2 separate regions of the Sparus aurata genome follow, and region 1 is linked to region 2. Evidence: chromatin contacts called from public Hi-C data. All regions are on one chromosome and are shown on one strand. Each heading gives the region's core, a stretch centred on a gene start, on an enhancer-like site or on the middle of the called end of the contact. The rest is flanking DNA. Distances are from core to core; before and after follow the strand shown.

What was found. A called contact is a pair of places that touch in the nucleus more often than the background predicts.
Region 1: a contact with region 2 is called in a Hi-C map of skeletal muscle, with 2.2 times the contacts expected there. The contact joins the promoter of LOC115587699 here to the promoter of LOC115587587 in region 2. A contact is called at or near these places in 2 of 2 Hi-C or Micro-C datasets (skeletal muscle and an unstated tissue).

The regions. Positions count from the first base shown.
Region 1 is chr9:16,698,111-16,703,017 of fSpaAur1.1, forward strand. LOC115587699 (immunoglobulin superfamily member 3-like) reads right to left here and starts at 1,555. Exons shown (of 11, transcript XM_030427638.1): 1 at 1,281-1,555; 2 at 847-1,006. The coding sequence starts at 919. It overlaps klhl6 (kelch-like family member 6), which reads left to right and starts at 4,112. Exons shown (of 7, transcript XM_030427389.1): 1 at 4,112-4,509; 2 at 4,589-4,754. The coding sequence starts at 4,253.
Region 2 is chr9:16,506,049-16,511,114 of fSpaAur1.1, forward strand. It overlaps LOC115587587 (ribosyldihydronicotinamide dehydrogenase [quinone]-like), which reads left to right and starts at 1,623. Exons shown (of 6, transcript XM_030427506.1): 1 at 1,623-1,782; 2 at 1,866-2,033; 3 at 2,117-2,247; 4 at 2,323-2,436; 5 at 2,513-2,614; 6 at 2,699-2,995. The coding sequence starts at 1,779. The coding sequence ends at 2,995.

The DNA.
Region 1 (4,907 bases), core at 305-2,804, 190 kb after region 2:
CGTTTCGCAACCATCTGGCAATAAATGTACTTAAGTACCGTAAGTACAAGTATAGCAAATCATACATTTCACATTTACATTTATGACTGATTACTGGCGACTATCCAGTCCAATATTCAGCATTTTCCTGATGATTAGGATCTTTTTTTTAATCATTCAATTGTTAATAAAATAAATATATTTTATATGATGCAGCGTGCAATCAATCAAGTATCTAGTAAGTAAAGTTATCAAATAATTGCGGTAAGACATACAATATTTTTGGAGTGGAAGGATAAAGAGCGGAAAACAGAATACTAAGTACACTACATGTACTTCAAAACTGTACTTGAGTAAATGTACTTCACAGGTCGTTAGGTCAATATCTGAGAGAACTAGTCCCTGCAAATAGTGAAACAGGACTGTAGCACAGCGGTGAACTTCGTTGAATGACAGGAAGATTATCGCTGCCTTCTTTCAATTTTGTGAGAATGATTTTCAGTCATTTGCTTGCTGACATCAATTAAAAGTGTTAGTAAAAGAAAGTCTGAGAGAATAACACACATCAATCATCCGCTATGACTCACTGGGTTTAATCACAGAAGTCTGGCTAAATGCAATTTTAGTCGTTATTATTATTTCTTTTTATTTATCAAATGAAGATGATTAAGATGGACATAATTACAGATGCACACACAGACACATTCCACTTAAAATGCACTCAGCGACAACAAGTTTCCCTCACTCTGCTGACTTTTTAATTACTTTTTCTTCTCTGTCCTTGTTTGTTTTGTTTTTTTTGTTAACAACAGATCACTCACCAGCATCCAAATCCAACTGCAAGAAGGAACTGAGTGTACTACTCACCACAGTGCAGAAAAAGCCCCAGACAGAGGAGCAAATTAGCCCTCCAAGAGCAGGATTGCCGGGAACAGCTCATCCTGAACCTCCCTCAGAAGTAACACAGTGTTCACACCAGCCTCACGTCGTGACCGAGCCCTCAGTCAGCCTCACTGTGCAAATCTGTCTGCTGTCACAGATACATTGGAGGGTTATGAATGCTTCCTGTAGGTACACAAAAAGGAAGTCTGAAATGTTTCCTGCACACTCACAGTCCAAACAATCTGTGCTGGTAAATCTGTCACTGTCACATATGTGTTTCAGAAAATGTACAGGTGCAGATTTCTGTGGTGGGAGTGGAAATAAAAGTAATAATACACAACCACATGTAGGTTTTGTATGTGCACGCGATCATCTGCACCTGTCCTCATGGCGAGTGCTCGTTTGACTTTTAACCATACCTCAAATAATGTGTTGTGACGTTTTCTGCAGCAGGCAGCATCCTCACACACGGACATCCCTCCATGTCTCACAGTTTTTTGCCGCCTTGCACCTGGACAGCATCAACTTGACTTGGATTTCAGAATAAAAACATGCGCGACCTCCGGGTTTTATTCATTCCCATGACCAAAAAAAAAGATGACGGAGATAAAGAGCCTGTGGTTGCATTGTTTGGTGACAGCTTCGGTCCAAGCGTGACCTAATTATACAAAAAACATTCGAAACAGGAAATAAGGGCGGGCTCGTTGAGATTGTGTCACTCAGGGGCGACGTGTGGACCGACGAGGCAACAGTGCCGCCCAGTGGACAGTATGAGAGCAACATGTCTGCTGCAGCTGAGCGTGAACAGGACTGCTGGGGAACATCTCTGTGCTGTAGGACAAAGATGGGTCAAATAGTAGTGGGCTGAAATTTTTAGTTTTTTTCTCTCTTTCTTTTGTTCTTCTTACCAGGGATGTTTGATAAAGGAAGATAGGATGAGATAAGAGGAGATGAGGTGAGATGAGATGAGATGAGATGAGATAAGAAGAGATGAGATTAAATGATCACGACGTGAGATGAGACAAGATGAGACTAACTTGGACTATCTAGATAAATACAAATAAAATAGGAATTTGGGAAAGTTAGAGCTACAACATCTAAAATCCATTTATACAATTAACATTAAGACCAGACTACATAAGTGAATGGTGCAAATATTTGTGGAGAAGAAATCCAGACTCCAGTGGTGCAAATCTGGCAGCCGTCATGTGTGAAGTAACAATAATCATTGTACACATAACATTTGCTTTGTGTTCATTTCATTATGTTGTTTGTTGTTGTTTAAAAGTGCACTGTGTAACTTTTTCCACCCTTCCTCATCAGAAAATAAATACCGGCCATAGAGATCGCAGCTTGTCATCAACCATATTCAAATGTGTTGCATGTGTTGACATCTTTTAAGTACAACGTCGATGTGTAGTACTGTACTCTTGCAGGCTGGGACTTCCAGATGGGCGGTGCTGTTTCTCTTCACCCATCACAACTTAAAATGCAAGCCAGTTTTGCTCTAATGTCAACAAATACCAATATAAACATGTGGCTTTAAAGCACGTCTAAAGCTCATGTCAGCTCTTGCAAACTGCTCTTAACCATATTAAGAGATGTGTCACTTTTTTGTTTATAGGCTTGTAAAAAGAACATAGTAGACCTACCTTTAACAGAATATTATATTAAATTATTTCTTTCTAGTAAGAATGATTCCACAGCATAATCTTGGTCTTGCAAAATCAAGTTGGAATACAACAATAGTTTTTTGATTATTTTGTCATCATTTATGTAACAATGATTGTATTTGTGTAACATTCAAGTTACACTATATGTCCCTTTGCCTGAGTGAATGTTTGTTCCTTCCTGCTGTTGTTTGAGGAGGGACAGGTATTAGAGGAACAAAGTAAGATAATAACATGCGCGATGAGGAGAAGAGTTGTGATCCCCTGAGAGTGAAGTGTGATGTCCGGCACCCTGCCATGTTGGTTTATCGATTAAAAGAAGATTAAAGAAAATGAACCAAAGACAAATTGTATGCCGGCTTATTGCCTACAGCCCAGAGGGACTGGAGAACCAAGACACGGGGTTACAAGAACACACACATACCTACAGGCAGTTAAGTATCAATGATAATCATCTACAGTAAAGTGTGATTTTGTTGCTCTGTTCTGTAAATGCGACATCCATTGCATGTCTGTTCTTCCTTGGTGAGGGATCGTTTCTCTGTGTCTCTTCCTCAGGTTCCTTCCATCTTTTTTCCTCTGTTAAAAGGTTGGGTTTTTTCAGTATCGTAATTTTATTCAGTATTTCCCACTCGAATCAAGGGTCTAAGGACAGAGGATGTCGTCCTCTGTTCAGATTATGAAGCCAACTGAAGCAATGTGATTTTGATTTGGGGCTATATAAATAAAACTGTTCTGATCTGATTTGATTTAGGATGATCTTTCGGCAGAAATTGAATATAATTCAGATAATTGTGAATTAAACTAAATGAATGAACTGAATGTTCTTTGTATTTTGTTGCCTAAGAATGAGCCGACAGAGGGATTGGTACCTCTTCTACAGACTCTGCTATGTTGCACAACCACGTTTCTACTGTAGCCCAGAGTGGACAAAACCAAACACTGGCTCTAGAGAGGGTGCCACCGTAGGGGAGGGTGAGACGAGGGGTGTCAAGTTGGTTCTAATCTGGACCCTCACTGCTTGATGCCACTAAATCCTACACGCTTGAAAATCTGCTACTTTCCCTCTAAAAACTGTCAAAATTAAACAATTAAAGAGTTGCATTCCACTGATCACAACCCACAGACGTGTGTACCAAGTAGACACAGTGACACACTGAATATGGCGATCAACTACCTTTCTCTGGGCCACCTTAGTTGTGGTGCTGAGCGAAGGGGAAAACCTGCCTCCTCTCTCCTCCCAACCACATCAAGTCATGTCATGTCCCACTTAGATGTCTGAATGACAGAGTCAGACATTTAAAGAAGTTTCAAGAAGTGAGTTCCCGTTAAATGAATAGACCCATTACAGCATGCAGTATCTAAAAATGTGTTAGAGATTAAACACTCTCACACTCCCCGAGCAGTTATTTGTGCTTGATTCTCTGTGTGGTGTGGTCAGAAGGAGGACAGTCTGAGTAAAGAGGAAAATTGAGTAACTTAGGGGAACAAGACACAAGAAGGGGAAGTGTCTAGAAAAAAGCAAAGCTCGATACGCATGTTCCTCTTAGCACAGGAATAGGAAGTATGAAGAGGACAGGAAAAAACAAATCCACAACTCAACGCAACTCAACTGTTACGAGCGTAAACCACAGGGCTCTTTTTGACTGGTGCAGGTGCACCTAGAGGAGCTGCACGCTGTTCTTCTGAGAGAAGCTTCTGAAGAGTTTTTGACTTTAAAGATGAGCGCCTCACTGGAGAGGACTACAGACTGTCCTTTGCCACTTCCTGGAGATACCTCCAGCCCAGACGAGGAGAAAGACAACCTGAGCGCCTCGAGTGAGCTACACTGGGAAGATGGAGGTCTGCCAGGGGAGCTTCAGAGAGGGATGGAGACCTTACGGGTGAACAGAGAGCTGACTGACGTGGTGCTCAGTGTTCAGGGACATGACTTCCCTTGCCATAGAGCCATACTCGCAGCTGCCAGTCATTACTTCAGGTAAAACTGATTCTAGTCTTGTCAAACTGGATTTTGACAGCGCTGCTGGTTCTACTGAACGGATGTCTTTTCTGTGCAGGGCAATGTTTTGCAGCGGCCTGAGGGAAAGTCATGAGGAGCGTGTGGAAATAAAAGGGTTGGACAGCGGGACGATGAGATCGCTCCTGGAGTACACCTACACCAGTCGGGCACTCATTACAAACTCAAATGTCCAGAGAATACTAGAAGCTGCCAGTCAATTTCAGGTAAAATTACAGCTTCTTACACCGAATCAGTTTACGTTGCACAATCTTTATCTGGCACTCACGAAATTCCCTGTTATTCTTGAGCATGTGATCAGCAGCAATTTTTTTTTCTCACAAATTGATCGCCAAGAAAGACAAAAAGTTCTACATAAC
Region 2 (5,066 bases), core at 373-2,872:
ACATGTGGAACCTGTAAACCACAGGCACTATTAATCAAACTTCTTGAACAAATATCCACAGTCACATCAATTGGTTGCTCAATATTATGAGCTTATATTTGTCTAGCACAATCTAATCTATTCTAATCCAACAACATGAAACCTTTTGGTTTTATAGAACACGATTCAGAAAAAGGTTCTTGGCGTTATTTCAAAATGACTAAATCCACGGTGAAGTTTACTGTGTCAGTCCACTGGTGTCATTTTAGATTATAAAGTTTCTTGTTAAACTGTAAAATATACTGCCTCTGTTACATAACAACATGTATAATCACATTTGAGGTATCATTGAGACCTAGACCGATCTCCAGCACTACAACATCACAAGGCGTAGTGTAATCTGAAAGGTTTGGTTGAACAAACTGCTGTATTCTCACACTGACCACATGATGGCACTGTAGTCATTTAGCAGTTCTCGTGAAGACAAAACAGCCAAAGTCTTCTGTGTCTGCCCTTTTTCATGCCCCTGTGTATGCCCTATAATTGCCTGGTTGTGGTTCCATGTAAAGGAACTCCTAACAGTGTTCGGAAGATGTTCTCTTTATGTTTGTATGTCCAGAATAAGACTCATAAACCAGAGCAAGCACACACTGAATACCTGACACTTATGTTGAGTACAACCTGCACTGTCGCAGCAGATTAGTCTGGGATCATGTGGCTCAGTACATCACAAACCATGAAAACATGGCTCCGAGCAAAACACACGATCCCCTCCTGTCACAACAGACAGAATTTGCAGCCAGAGGCTTGATGTGAAGCGCAACAACAAACCAGTGTGGTGATGTTTGGAAAAACACAGAGGCCTCAGAGATGAAAAGACAAGGCCTCGTAAACACCAGAAGGCCTCATGATTTTACAAACTCCTGTAGCTACTGATGCTTCAAACTCAAATCTGTCTCAATTAGTGAGAAAAATGAGAGACAAGGAGGAAGAGAGGTTGCTGACATACCCATGTGTCTGACTCACATGTGCCTACGTGGTATTACTGCATGTAGGGGTTGTTCATTATTAACCCCTCCTCCTCCTCATACAGGCTGGATAACTGGGATTTGGTCCCAGATGTGTGCCAGCTCATGTCTGCCTTTGATGTCCACTCTTTTTTTTTTTTTTTTTTTCACGGGGGAGCATTCGTGAGCGTGCTCGACCGCAGACAACTGTTTCTTCAGAGGACGGTAACGTAAAGGAAAACAGAGGCTGGAAACCAGGAACGGTATAGTGAGATGATCGCTCAGCCACATCTGCTTCATGTGGTTCGAAGACATCAGGAGTGGCCCATCACTTTGAAACATCTTGTGCGCAGACAGACACGCATGCTCTCGAATATCCACCGTATAGAAAGACACGCAGGCGACATACGGTCTGTCTCTTTTCTGGGCAGGCTATAATGGGAAAAGCACACATCATCTTGAAATAGAGGATGTGTGTGTGACAGTTTAAAAACAGGCAAAATCTGCAGCTGGTTCCACTGATAAAACCTACATATTCCTGGCTTCACGTGGTGAATAAATTCCTCTCCTCATTTCAGTGGAGGGATGTAGGTGTGTGGAGTCCTGGGAGAGATCCTCCCCCGTGCAGGCTGAGTGATTGATGAGCTTGATTGCTGATTGACAGCATCTGAGTGTGTGGATGAGCTGCATAAAAACAGCAACTCGAGTCTTGCTTAAGTGGAACATCGCTTTCCATTGACAGATTGGCCACATGTGCAGCTCATCATTTGTGGGTGACATCTTAGCTTCAGTATGGGTGAGTGTCCTTCATGCTCTGATTGCTGTTACGTTGTAGTCTGATGTGGGGCTTAGTCTTGATCTGATTATTCTTGTATTTAGCAGGAAAGAGAGTGTTGATTGTGTATGCCCACCAGAGCGCTGGCTCATTCAACGCTGCAGCTAAAGATGCCGCCAAGGAGGCTTTAACAACTCAGGGCTGCACTGTTGAAGTGTCCGACCTGTACGCCATGAAATTTAAAGCCACTGCTACTGCTGAGGACATCATCGGTACATAAATATCTCACTTGCATTACAAAGTCCTCTTTTTGGTTGCTCCTCAATTTTGCATGATATGTCTTTTCTTTCTGTAGGAGACGTTCAGAACGCTGATAACTTCCGTTACGCAGAGGAGACCAAGGTGGCGTGGGAGGCAGGAAAACTGTCAGATGACATCACAGAAGAACAACGCAAGCTCACTCAGGCAGACCTCATCATCCTCCAGGTAGAGCCCGAGTGATGGTGATGCGTTTTTTTTGTCAAGATGTCTGCATTAAACTAACTTTACAACTCTTTTCAGTTTCCCATGTACTGGTTCTCTCTTCCTGCCATCATGAAGGGCTGGATCGACCGGGTGCTCACACTGGGCTATGCCTTTTCACAAGAGAAGCGATACAGCCAGGGTGTCTTCAAGGTGAGGGTTTAATTCAAGTGGTTTTCCCTATTAATGTTAAGCTTATTTCCTTTTAACTCATTTTCTGTCTGCACAGGACAAGAAAGTCCTGCTGTCCTTCACCACTGGGTCTCAAGAGTCCATGTTCAGTGCAAATGGCATTAATGGAGACATGAATGTCACACTGTGGCCACTGCAGGTACTGCTGCAGGGTAAACTGAGTAAAATGAGCTGTAAATGGGCTGTTGACAGTGGTAACATTTGCACCATGTTTATCTTCCAGAATGGCATCCTGCACTACTGTGGCTTCCAGGTTCTGACTCCTCAGATCTTCTGGGCTCCGTCTCACGTTCCCTCTGAGGTACGCAGCACCATGCTGGAAGGCTGGCGTAAACGACTGGAAGGTGTGCTGGGAGAAGAACCCCTTGCCTTCACGTCTATGGACTGCTTCGACAGGGAGAAGGGTTTCCAGCTGAAGCCGGAGTTCCATGAGGAGCACGCCGCTAAGGAGTTTGGCCCAACGGTGGGGACCCACCTGGGCAAGCCGCTACCACCAAACCAGATGAGGGCTGGAGTATGAAGATGGAACTTTGAGTGTCAGGCCTTGTCTCCGTCCTGTGTCTGTCTGATCAATAAAAGCTGACTAAATATTATGACAGTTCTTGGAACATTGGTAACTCTATCGTTGAGGGCTGGGTTCTTGTGCTGGATGAGGTACAGCCAAGAAATGTTCACGGTACAGACTTGCCTTAGATATGCAACCTGTGTTTGCACAACATTTAGTGTTGGTGTAAAAATAATTCTCCACTGTCATGATTCAGTTTTAATAGCAACCCAGTAAATGCTACTGGCAACCACAAGGCTTTTAAAACATTTTTTATAAGCAATTGTCTTAACCAATTGTAAGCATTATGCCATATGTTTGAAGCGTCTGCTTGGATCTATTTTGTAAAGATTTTCTTGATGCTTATTCAAGACTTGCTCTGCACTAAACTGAGGAAAGTCAATTCTCCTGGAATTGGTTTCAGCTGGTAAAATCTTTTGCACATGAATACTTTTCCAAGGCTGTATCTTATCTCTTCAGTTTTGTACTCTGTTCTCAAACATTTACAAAAAATGTGTCAAGTCTTGTTATCGGCTCCTAACCCTGTCTTTTGGGCCAATGTGTGACAGAGTGCAGATTCCTTTCTCCATTTGTCCAAATTTCCTCTGCATTCAAACTGGTTTATGCCTTCATTGTTCTCCAAACGTATCGCCACCAATTTTGCGCTAAAGTCAGCTCTTGGAGAACTACATGTGTTTACAGTTTTTGCCAAATGCTTACACACATGTTGCAGACTTTGGCTCACTGTGTCATAACTTAAAACACAGGCCAAGTAAGACACAGCACATGGAGATAAACTAACTTGTACGGCAAAATGAAACTCTTGAAACAAAAGAACGAAACAATCCCATTTCAAAAATGTTAAACACATGCACCTTTAATTACTCGTTCCAAGCAGCAACAATCCACAGATGCGCTTTATGCGAAACACAGCTGTATTCAGTACTTTGGATGGTTTTTGACTTTAAAAGTCTCATACAGATTTTTTATTTTTTGTGAAAGACTGATCCACTACAGTTGATCTAGACACATGAAAACAAAATCGAAACGCTTCAGAATTTTTTGTTTTTCAGGTTTTTGCAAAAGTAAAAACAAAGACATGGTACAACTAGAATGTTCTACAAAACATAGTGTTGTAAGGGAACTATTGGAAGACATTTAGGCTATGGATCCCGTCTCCTGTTGGCATTTGGCCACATCACTCATCCACATCACAATGTCCTCCCTTGCCAAGCTACGGGGGAAATATCACCTTGCATGCCGTATCCAACCCTGTATGAACCTCACCGCATGCCTCTTCCATGGCTTGTAGAAGAGACATGCGGGCATGTGGCTGACAGTCATAAACTTTCCAGCGCCATGCTGAAAAGAATTGGTTTAAAAAATGGTGTGTATGTTGGCAAGTTGAGTGCATTACTCTTATGGTTGTTGAACCAGTCCCTGACAAGAGCAGCCAGATGACAACAAACTGGGGCTGCTCTGGCCCATCCTGGACAACTGTGTCATGAAGTGTATCCAGAAAGTGAATAATGAGGGCTGTGTTGTAGGGACCGAGGATGGAGTGGTGATGCAGTGTCACTGTTGCCTGCTCCCCGTCCTCTTCCTCATCCTGCTGCTGCTCTTACTCTCCCTCTTCCTCTTTCTGCCTCCATGTTTCCAAAGTTGGCACAAAGGAGCTGAGCTCACATCAGGTGTATTTGTAGTGCTATGGCTTAGACTGATTGGTCTACAATTAGATTTTAAATGTTTTCATGTGTGTGAGTCTGTGTGCTTTTCCAATTTTAGTTGTGTTTTGTATTTTGAATAGATGTGTTTTCCCAATGATGGCATGAGATTTCCTTTTTGAACATGTGTCTTATGTAAAAAGCACTGTGTAGTGTTTTGCAAGAAGTGTGTTGGAGAATTTCAAACACAGTGCAAAGCATATATTGTGTTTGCAGGGTTGGTGCTTTTGTTTAGGATATGGTCACCAAATTTAGAGGTTGTGATGCCTTGGGCATAGCAACCACTTTTAGTGTTTAAGCATTAGGCAAAAACTGTAATAAAA